2 separate regions of the Mus musculus genome follow, and region 2 is linked to region 1. A link is a contact called in public Hi-C data. All regions are on one chromosome and are shown on one strand. Each heading gives the region's core, a stretch centred on a gene start, on an enhancer-like site or on the middle of the called end of the contact. The rest is flanking DNA. Distances are from core to core; before and after follow the strand shown.

Evidence for each region. A called contact is a pair of places that touch in the nucleus more often than the background predicts.
Region 2: a Hi-C map of cortical neurons shows a contact between it and region 1. The contact joins two enhancer-like sites. A contact is called at or near these places in 12 of 39 promoter capture datasets (the 3T3-L1 cell line, 3T3-L1-derived adipocytes, the C10 cell line and 8 more), 1 of 484 Hi-C or Micro-C datasets (cortical neurons), 3 of 115 datasets of contacts at active chromatin or transcription factors (astrocytes, embryonic stem cells and forebrain) and 2 of 9 other capture datasets (adipose tissue and macrophages).

What each region holds. Positions count from the first base shown.
Region 1 is chr3:9,794,158-9,799,820 of GRCm38.p6, forward strand. All of the region lies in intron 1 of Pag1 (phosphoprotein associated with glycosphingolipid microdomains 1), which reads right to left. Among named protein-coding and RNA genes, the nearest start is that of Pag1, 37 kb to the right of the region's middle. Within about 2 kb of position 1,369, at least 32 of the 459 cell types and tissues checked have an H3K27ac peak or open chromatin away from gene starts, as enhancers often do. A contact at or near this core is called in cortical neurons, where this site is marked.
Region 2 is chr3:10,303,898-10,309,133 of GRCm38.p6, forward strand. No RefSeq gene overlaps it. Among named protein-coding and RNA genes, the nearest start is that of A930014E01Rik, 8.6 kb to the left of the region's middle. Within about 2 kb of position 3,199, at least 31 of the 459 cell types and tissues checked have an H3K27ac peak or open chromatin away from gene starts, as enhancers often do. A contact at or near this core is called in cortical neurons, where this site is marked.

The DNA of each region.
Region 1 (5,663 bases), core at 119-2,618:
GCAGACATGAGACCTGGAGCATGGCCATGCAGGCCCTCTCAGCCCTACCCGGAGTAGAAGGGAGGTGATGGACTCAGGAAACGGTGAGTTTTGGAGGACTGGAGCTTTAGTATGCACGCTTAAAGAAGAAAGGGGGAAAGTCTAAGCAAAGACTCAGGCTGGATGCAAGAGTGACTCCAACGAGACAGCATGAGAGTTAGGTCAGCAAGCAGGAAGCAACTATCAGAGAAAGAGTGAAGGAACGGCACGGGCGTACGGAGGGAGGAACAGAAGTAAGTAGGATGGGAGTGGGAAACAGAGAGTTCGGGGAGAAAATGGGTTAGACACTTCCTACTCAAAATACAGTCTTTGAACCAGCAGCTTCAGCAATACCTAGGGGCTCTTTAGAAATGCAGGTCTCAGACCTATAGGATCTGCATTTTAATACTGTCACAGATGACTCAAGTGCACAATAAATCTGGGAAAGAACTAACTGTCCTAACTACTGTTACATTCAACCTAAGATGAACAACTCTCTCCCTGCATAGAAGCAGTAACACCCTGTTCAGACACTGTGTGAGCAGGTTTGAGGTGATGGCCCGTCCAAGGCCTCACTCAGATTTGGCCCCTATGGATCATTTGCATTTTAGAAGTCTGCCTCACACCCTCTGCCTGTGGTCTTCATGCCCTTCTAACACGGGTGGAAGGCGTCAGCACCGCTCCTACTCGTGCCTCTTCTCCCTGGCTGCACGTGGAGGGCATCCTTCTCTTCCCAGGACCACAGTCCAGACCCACTCCTCCATTCTCCTTACCTCCCTGTGAGCGGTTAGCGGGATGTGCGGCATCCTGTCATGTCTGTACAACTCTGTATGCTCAGAGAGACAGTAAGAGGCATTGGTGCAAAGTAGATGGACTGTCATTTATGGCTTTTTAAGATTTAGCTTTCCAATTCAGTAATCATCTATGGGTTCGTGTTTTCCTTAATATGAGCAGGCTGCTTTCACCCTTTATTGCTAGGTTTATGTATAGATAGTTAACAGGGAAACAACAGCTACGTGTGACAAAACTGAGTGAACAGGGCTGAGCCTACCTAATCAATGCAGGCTTTGTCCTCACCACAGCTTCATTCCTAATAAGCAGCGTGACATTTTATGAACCCAGACACAACCTCCCGCACAAAGGCCTGCATACGAAGCAAGAGACAAACACAAACGTGGACGCTTTCTTTCTATTTTTTCCCCTGAGGCACAATTTCACAGGGGCTGTCACATAATCAGGTTTCTTATGGTTGCTGACTGTGATTAGGTTTTCAGACATCATGCTACATAACTCCACCCATCTGCACCTCAGACAGTGCACACACATACTGCACGGAAGCCACGCCAACATCACCCTGCAGGTGGAACAGCTGCAGTCTGAAAGGCGAACTGATGCAGCCTGCAGTGGTAGGGCCACGTTTCAAAACAGTGTATCAGATTTCACAGTTACTCCTCTCCTCCCATGGATGCACGTCTGTGTGCTGAGGGCATGGTATGTATTGTTTTCTCTGCATGGCTGTATTCCTATGTATGTGCATAGGACCATTATTAATTATCACATGTGTTCACATGAGTCAGAGAAGGTTAAATGAAGGGTTTCTAATTTCACTACTAGTATTTAGTTGGGAAACCCTTGAGTAGATAGAACAGACCTGTGATAATTCAGTCCTTGCTGAGTTAGAATAAATCAGTTCCCTGAGTCATCCTAGCATCTCTCTTCTAACCAGGGATTCAGTTCTAATAAACTGGCTTATCACCATGGGTACCAGATGTTGTTTCCAGCACAGTGTCTGGATGGCCCTCAGGAGTAGATCCAGCTCTGCCTTCAGGGGTCAATGCTGCCTACTGTTGCTCCTTCGATCCCATCCTCAGGCTAGGTCATGAGACCTGTGTGTACAGAAGAGCGAGTACCAAGCCAGCCTTCCTCTGATATAATGACCGAGAGGCTTCGGATGCGCTGGCCCCCTCCTCGGTAGTGCCCACAGCTCTGTGATTCAGAGATAGTGCTGTCCACTTCTTCCCACGCTGATTCACAAGGGTGACGGCTGGGTCAAAGCCCTGGACAGGAAGCACTGAGAGTCAGTCAATGAACCTGTGAGGACACACTCGGGGTTTAACCCCAAGTTAAGCCGAGGCAGCTGCACAGTCAGTCACAGGGTTAAGGTTTGGGGCTGAGGAGGCCAGAATCAGTCAGTCTTCAAAAAAAGCAGTTCAGAAATTGACCTTGCCACTCCCAGCTCTCACCAGGAAGAGAGAAACAGAAATCTTGTTTTATGTCAGAAATATACTTCATTTACCAGAGATTAAAAGGAAAAAAAAAAGATGTTGAATACAAATATTCTATGGTCCATCTAAATATATGCTTGTTCTATTTGAATGTACTCAATGTCTGAATGGGCATATATCATAACTTACTATTTATTACTGTCTTTATACATATTTCTGTCTTCTGTTGTCAAGTCTGGTAAGCTGGGACTAAATCTATCAGTGCTTTCTGGTGTGCACATGAAATTGTTATGCATAATTACATAGTAAAGAGTGTCTGATAGAGATTAATTATGAAGAATGAGGACTGTTGATTCCATGGGAGGGTCACTGGTGAAAGCCCCCATCTTTCCTGCAATGTCACAGAGCCATCTAGTTGACAGACACACATGCACAGAACTAACTAAACGCTGAGAGATCAGTGGACCAGCAGTGTGAGCATTGTAGAGCAGTATCAGGACTCCTCTACAGGAAAACAAAACACAGGCCGCAGGTCACACCTACTGAGTCAGGATCTGCAATTTACAGGACACCCCAGTTCCTCCTATGCATGTTAGTCGAGGAAGCATACACTCAAGGCCTGTCCAGTTCAACTGTGTCATTTTACAAGTGAAAAGGTATCAGGCCTAGACAGGCTGTGGAACTAGTAACCTGTCCTTTTGTGGGACTCCAACATCTAGATTCCAGTGTTGTACAGCCTTTGGCTCACTCCGCAATGCTTTTCTTCTCTGACCCTACTATGGGGTGTTGGGATTTAAGATGAGAATAAGCCACACTCTGTGCCATATAGAGAAGCATGTCAGACTGCTTGTGTTTGCTTGTCATGGGGTCTGTATTCTTTCTCTAAAGATTTAATTATGTGTATATGTATATACATCTGCATGGAGGTTTCTGTACACGTGAGAGCTGGTGCCTATGGAATTCAGATGAAGGCATTTTCTGGAGCAGGAGTTAGTTACAGGCAGTTGGTTGTACACTGCCGCACCTGGATGCTGGGAGTTGAAGTCAGGTTCTCTGCAAGAACAGAGCATGTTCTTAACAACCAAGCCATCACTCTACCTGACATAGGGCATTCTTCCAATGGCCTAAATACATTTCCAAGATGCTGGGATGGAGTTAGAGATGAGCATTGCTCAGGAGTAGGCTTGTTCATCACATGCTGCTTTGGGGGAGTGAAGACACAGATAACGTGTGAGACTGGACACTCTGCTTTTTGGCAGTGAGCTGAAAGCTTCTGGATTTCTGGACTTCTACATATGTGTGGTCCAGTGATGTAGCCCTGACCACTGTTCTTCTCTGACCCCATTTTCTACCTTATGACAAGCTTTAAAGTCATAGCTTACATAAAGCGTTGCCTTGGCGTTTGAGAGCCCCACCAAACTGCCAAAGCCACAAGGATGTGCACTGCAAATCAGCTTAGAATCACTAACAATCCCAGAACTGTATTTGAGTTGCCACTGGCCTGTAAGTTTTCTGAGGCATCTTCTAAAGCAGCCCCTCCCATACCCTGACAGCGCGGTTATTATATATTTCCTAAAACAGACTCGGAACATTAATTTCTAAGCAGGAGAATTTGATTATGGTTATTTCCCTCTAGATTTCAGCTGTGAAAGTAGCCAGAATGTGAAGGATATTCAATAATATTCAGATTACATCAGTGTTGCACCACTAATATTTTAGGAGGCTGAAAGGGACAGGCAGGCTCTTTACTCTGTCTGGCAGACATCCGTCTCTCCACTCACAAGCAAATAGCAACTGGTCTCCTCCCATCATATGGTACCTTTTCTGGGGAAAAAAAAAACATTAATTTTTCCAGGTGTGAAGAGATTGTATTTTTGTCCGTAACTAACATTTCGTCTACCAATTTAGGAATCATAAAAGTATGCATGGGATTCAAGGGTGCTGTGCTGAAGGAGGTGGGCTTAAAAAACATGAGAGTGTTCAATCAATAACTCAGGATGTAGGAAGAATATTAAAATGTTGCTGAAAGTGACACACTGAGAATCAGTGCAAGGGGATTGATTGATCTAGGTTCTAGAGCTTCCTAAATAAACCGTGGCTCTCTGGGAAGGGCTGAGGGGTCCCTGGCTCATCTGACTCCCTTGTGAGTTGGGACTTTGGCACAGGATGCTATCAATCTGTCACCTCCCCCTGGACTTGATCTTTCCGACTCCCCACCTACCCAGTTCAAACCGGTCTTTCTGCTCTCTTGAGTCAGAATGCTGGTTGCTTATGCTGGTCCTTCTTTACATCCGAAACAGACTCGGATGAGCTCAGCAGAGCTCTGGGAGAGGAGGAAGGGCAGCTCCCTGAGATGGGACTCCAGCCTCTCAGACTTGGGCATCACTGCTCTGGTGCCTGTGGTCCCACAACCATCAAGCTCATGAAACAGGAAATAGATCCGTGAAGATCCAGACCACCTGTACAGGTCCACTGCTATAAAGGGCTCTGAACACTCAAAATTAAAACCATGGAAGGTTTCTGCTGGCTATGGTCGAGGTTTTTTTTTTTTTTTTTTAGGGGATGGTATATATGGGTTTTGGAGGGGGTGGTATATATGGGTTTTGGAGGGGGTGGTATATATGGGTTTTGGAGGGGGTGGTATATATGGGTTTTGGAGGGGTGGTATATATGGGTTTTTTTGGAGGGGGTGGTATATATGGTTTTGGTATACGTTATTTAGTTGTATCTTATTTGTATACATCGCGTAGTTCTACGGTTTTCTGGGCATACATTATTTAGTTGTATATTTTTTCATGTACCTGTTTATTCTGGCAAAGTGAATATAACCTATTTAAAATCAACTTCAAAACTTTAAAATCTATTATTAATGATACTTTAAAAACAAATATCTGAAAAGACTTGATGCTAAGGCAGGAGCTATGAGTAAGCACTGAAGAGACTGCTGGAGGGGGTGCTCTGAGCCTAACTCAGCCTGGGCTACAGTTTAAAGCCAGCCTAAGTAAGAATGTCTCCAAACAACAACAGCAGCAACAGTACTCCAAAACAACCGTACTCTCCAAACAAAACAGCAAAAGCTGAGGCCAGTCAACTAATTCCTTGTATGTGGGAGACTTCTCTTTGCTGGGCCTTAGGAATGAACAAATAAAACCTTAGGTCTCTTTCCTGGCCAAGGTCTTGCCAAAGTATTCTTTCTATGCTACGAATTGGTGTGTCTTGAACACACTGAGCTATCTGAGTTTAGCACATAGGCTAAGTCAGGACAAATATCTAAAGGCAGAAATAGGTGTTCTACTGAGACATCAGGAAAAACTCACGGATGACAAAGTCCCAAGCCCAAGCATGGCTCTGTCAAGTGCGAGCCTCTGCCATTCTTGAGCCTGTGCCTGTCCTCTCCAGCAGCCAGTGCTGTGGCTGACA
Region 2 (5,236 bases), core at 1,949-4,448, 510 kb after region 1:
TAAGGTGAAAAGGTCTGTGGCCTAAGAAAGGGCACAAAACAGGGCACATCTCTTCCCAAACATTTAAACCTCTATTTCTGAAAGCATTCTAGGTGCTTCATGTACAATTAGCACAGTGAAGAGAAATAGGGAAATACAATCCCCCTACCACTGCTATAGGTCTTGGGGGTTAGTGTTTTGAGACAGAATCTTGACCTATGACTCAGACCAGCCTAGAATTTTCTATGTAACCCAGGCTGCCTGTGAACTCAAGCTATTCCTACCTCAGACTCCTGAAGGCTAGAATTACAGGGGTTTGACACCATGTCCAGTCAGTAACGTTGTCCTTCTATGGGAAATTTAAAAATAATTAATAAATAAGTAGTCTATTCATCCACATGTCCAATCGCCTTCTCCCTGCAAGGCAGCAAGAGCTGCAAGCACACCACACACACACACACACACACACACACACACACACACACACACACACGCACACACACATCAGGTCAGGCTTTCAGACGGTTAAGTGCTTTGTTGAGATTGGGTGAAAGTGAAGCAAAACCATAATAATAGTCTCCAGATCTTGCTTTCAGTTTGGCCTGAGCTAGGACAGGAAGGACCTAGCTGCCTTTATATCAAACAGAAAGTGAGGAGGTTCTCGGTAAATAGGTCAACAAAGCAGCCAGGCTTCAGAGCCTGTCAGCACGGAGGGAGGATTAGCTGGGCACCCTCAGGACTGTTTTGGAGGCACATAATCCAGTTTAATCTTATCTTCAAAGTGTGTTCTTCCTCCCTCCTTGAGCTGCATCTGAGGGAGGAATCAGGGTCAGGAGGGGATGGGGCTTATGCAAACCGCTCCCTGGGAGGATCAAAGACTGGGTTTTAGGGTCCTGATCACCCAAAGTTCTGGTGTAGAGAAATTCTCAGTATCCATGAATGTTACACAGTCACATAGTGTGCTTCAGTTTTGTAGCAGAAGAGAGAGATTGTTATCATCTTTACATCTCCTGCCTCTCACTTTGAAGCTGAAGTGATCTGCAAGGCTCTGGAGGTTCCCATAAGGCTTTGTTGGCTTTGGAGTTTTTACATATAGAGCACTAAATGGCATCATGGTCTTAGTGTTTCTGGGAGAGGGACAATTTGGAATTCTAAGCAAACAAGTTTGCTGGCATGCTTAAAATTTCTGATCTCAAGTCTTAGAAGGCATAAGAGATACCATTAAAGGCTGAAGCCCTTCCTAGTCAACAAACACTGAGAGTTTTGGTGTTTTCCAAGAACTGTGTTTAGATAACGAGAATGCAAATAAGCAACTGTGGCAATGTGTAAACAGTCACAAATCAGAGACAATCAGAATTGCAGTGCCAGAAGCGCTATACATGGGCTTCTGTACTTCTTTCTCCCTTCCTTCCTTCCTTTTTTTGTTTTTTGGTTTTTTTTCCGAGACAGGGTTTCTCTGTGTACCCTTGGATGTCCTGGAACTCACTCTGGCCTCAAACTCAGAAATCCACCTGCCTCTGCCTCCCACCACACCCAGCTCTTTCTTTTTCTAAGACAGGGTTTCCTATATCCCAGGTGACCCCACACTTGCTACATACACATACGATAAAGAATAACCCTGACTCCCTGCTCCTCCTGCCTCGACCTCTGCCACCGACCGGGCCCAGTAGGCCCCCCTCAATTCGTGGGAATCAGGGGTTCAGACAGACGGGCATAGAGTCGGCGGGAATTGACAGACAGACACAGAACGAGAGAGTGTGCTGGATCTGAATGTAATTTGTCAAATCCAGCATCAAACTTTTTATACAGAAGAAAATAGGGAAGTTAGGTGACACACCAACAAGGTACAAAGAGGTTACTGGATTCTTACACAAAACAGAGGAATGCAAACAGGGAAGGACTGGCAGGAACCAACTGGGATAAAATTCAATGTCAACAACTGGGAATCAAAGGCAGCCCCACCTAAGGTCAGCTTAATCTTAGAAGCCAGGGGCAAGGGCTTCGTGCCCTTGCCATAGTTCCTACTCTAGTCTATTGTATAGTCCACCTTCCCCCTAGGCCATTGTAAATACCTGTGTATGGGTGTAACTCAGCTATCTATAGTTCTAAGTATCTACTCTGGTTCCTCTTTAGGTCACAAACTTCCATCTTCCTAGATAATGGTAAATTTCTGTGTAGGGCAGTGACTTAGCTATTCATGCCCAAGGTCGGATCAAGGACTGCCTAGAATCTAACTTAGCTATATGTCAAAATATCAATCCTTAGGAGCACTTGTAATTAAGCAATATTAAGGGAAAGCACACAGATCCATTTACCAACTAAAGCAAGGACATTGGAGCATTCGTTATACAGGATGCCACGGTTCCAGGAGACTAAGTTTCTGTGAACTTTTCGCCTCGGGACAGCACCCAGGCTTGTCACTATTGGAGTGGATGTAGCATACCTCCTCACAGCTGGAATTACACACATACCTCACCATGTTTGAGTGTTCTTCTGGCTTCCGGGGATTGAACCCAGGGCCTTGTGAGGGCTCAGCACATAGTCTACAACTGACAGAGAAAGGCAGACCTCTCAGAGGAAGAAGTGATGCTTCCTGGAAGAAGTAACAGGTAAACTAAGATAAAATGTGTAAGCAGAAGTTAGACACGGGAATGTCAGTAGAATATGAGTTCAGGTGGGGCTCACAATGAAAAGTGAAGGTTAGAATTAACAAAATAAAAATAAGTCCAAACACAGCTTACAAGAGAAAATAAGGTATATTGCTGAGGTTAAAAGCATCCAGCCCACCTCTGTCTGGTGCAGGTACCATCTTCAATGGCCGTGCAGTCCACATTAGTAAGTTTAGACTGTATTTTAGGAGAACGGGGGACCTTGCCCTTCCTCATGAGAGATCATTTTGATGTATGATGTGAAAACAGAAGACAGTAAAGAAACACGGAAGGAGAGCTCTTCCCCTGCTTGTAGAAGAGCCACAGGCACCACCCCCACTGCTGCTACCCCACCCCCACCCCCACTCTACCCGATGCACTGCACAGCCTGCCTGCCCTGACGACAGCTAGGGTGGCTCTGCAAGCTGCAGCCATCTGGCGGTGTGGGACCTGGGGTGCCTGGATGTTATGAGACCAGAGAAGTGATGATGATGTTACTCCAGTATTCTTTAGTATAATTCTTTGTGTTCACCACCTCATTCTTCCATGAAGTGGTGGAGCATGGTGCACTAGCGCCCTCTGCTGTATACTGCTGGGGCTGCCACAAACGGCCCAAGAAAAGAAAGCTAGCCCTGTAAATCTTTCCAAAGTGGGTCGATTACTTTGGAGGGATATTAAAATATATTAATGGGGAAACTATTCTCAATACGATAACAAAGGACAGCTATTGTATTTTGCATATGTTCATGAAAAATTAACTACCTTAAAAAATGAATCACATATATGGGTACCCCAGCTCTGGTTAAGGGAATGTGAGCACAATTCAGAAAGATTTCCCTTGTGTTATTTATTTTTTAAAATTTAATTTAGGGGCTGGTGAGATGGCTCAGTGGGTAAGAGCACCCGACTGTTCTTCCGAAGGTCCAGAGTTCAAATCCCAGCAACCACATGGTGGCTCACAACCATCTGTAACAAGATCTGACCCCCTCTTCTGGAGTGTCTGAAGACAGATACAGTGTACTTACTTACATATAATAAATAAATAAATCTTAAAAAAAAATTAATTTTACAGGGATGGAGGATCAAACTCAGGGCCTGACATTTGCTAGGCACCCATACCACCAGCACTATACCCACCAGCACTACTGGCTTGAATACTGTATTAATGTCAAAGGTTGGCTTGTTATTATTTGAATGAGATATAAAACAGAGCAGAAATAAGCATGCTGGAACAATACCACGATTCCCTGTGAGTTGTCTGCCATCTAGTGTTCATTTTTGGAACTTAAAAAAGTTAATTAAATCCCCACCACCACCAGCCACCCAAGCAAAGAGCTGACCCAGCAACATTTTTACAGGAAGGTTTCAAAGGGTACCACACAACTCTTGCTTTGTGGAGGGAGAGTCAGGGGGATACATAATCTAGACTTGTAAGAAATCAAAGCTAGGCGGTGGTGGCGCACACCTTTAATCTCAGCACTTGGGAGGCAGAGGCAGGCGATTTCTGAGTTCAAGGCCAGCCTGGTCTACAAAGTGAGTTCCAGGACAGCCAGGGATATCCAGAGAAACCCTGTCTAGAAAAAGAAAGGAAGAAAGGAAGGAAGGAAGGAAGGGAGGGAGGGAGGGAGGGAGGGAGGGGGAGAGAGAGAGAGAGAGAGAGAGAGAGAGAGAGAGAGAGAGAGAGAAAGAGAAAGAAAGAAAGAAAGAAAGAAAGAAAGAAAGAAAGAAAGAAAGAAAGAAAGAAAGAAAGAAAGAAAGAAAGAAAGAAAGAAATCAGTTATTTCTGGGAGACAAATGTTGATCTTAGCTACCGGACAGTATTACTTGGGAAAAAGAAAATACAGATAGTCTACAACACTCCGGCCTGGAACATGCTGGCTCACTGGCTTGGACCTCAGCAGTGACACAAGTTCAAAGCTCTCAGATGATTCCCAGATGTGCAGCCAGGGTTTTCCTCAGGAGTTCATGGCTTAGCTAGGTCATCTGCACAGGGAACGTCTGCTGATGGAAAAGCATCTGTTTCCATGGAGATCACAGCCTCTCTTAGAATTACTGTTTGTTGTTACTGTTGTCGTTTATTGAGATGGATCCTGCTCTGGAGGCCTTGGCTGGGTGGGTATTCATTATGTATCCTAGGCTGGCCTCGAACTCATGGCAATTCTCGTACCTCGGCTTCTCAAATGCTGGGATTACAAGTGTACACTATCACTAGTCCTGGCAGTTTATGAGTAATCAATAGGCTGACTATGCAGCATTCCCCATAATGCATGGTACAATGTGCTCTATAAATGCAAACCTTTAGAGACAATGTTTCTCTAGGAAGCCCAAGGTAACCTAGATTACTCTAGCCTAGAATATAAGCAAAGAGCGGGCTTGAACATAGGAATCTCTTGTTTCAATAAATGTTAAAAACATTTATTATCAACTAAAATACCTTGAAAGTTAAAGGCTTCTGACCTTGAAACTCCCTGGGCCCTGGCTGGTTTTCCTTCTACACCCACCATCTGCAGTGAAACCACAGCCAAGATGCAGATTTCATTCAGAAAGACCCTCACTGCAAAGAGCATCACACTCAATGTTGAGCATCCAGGCACTATAAAAGATGTAAA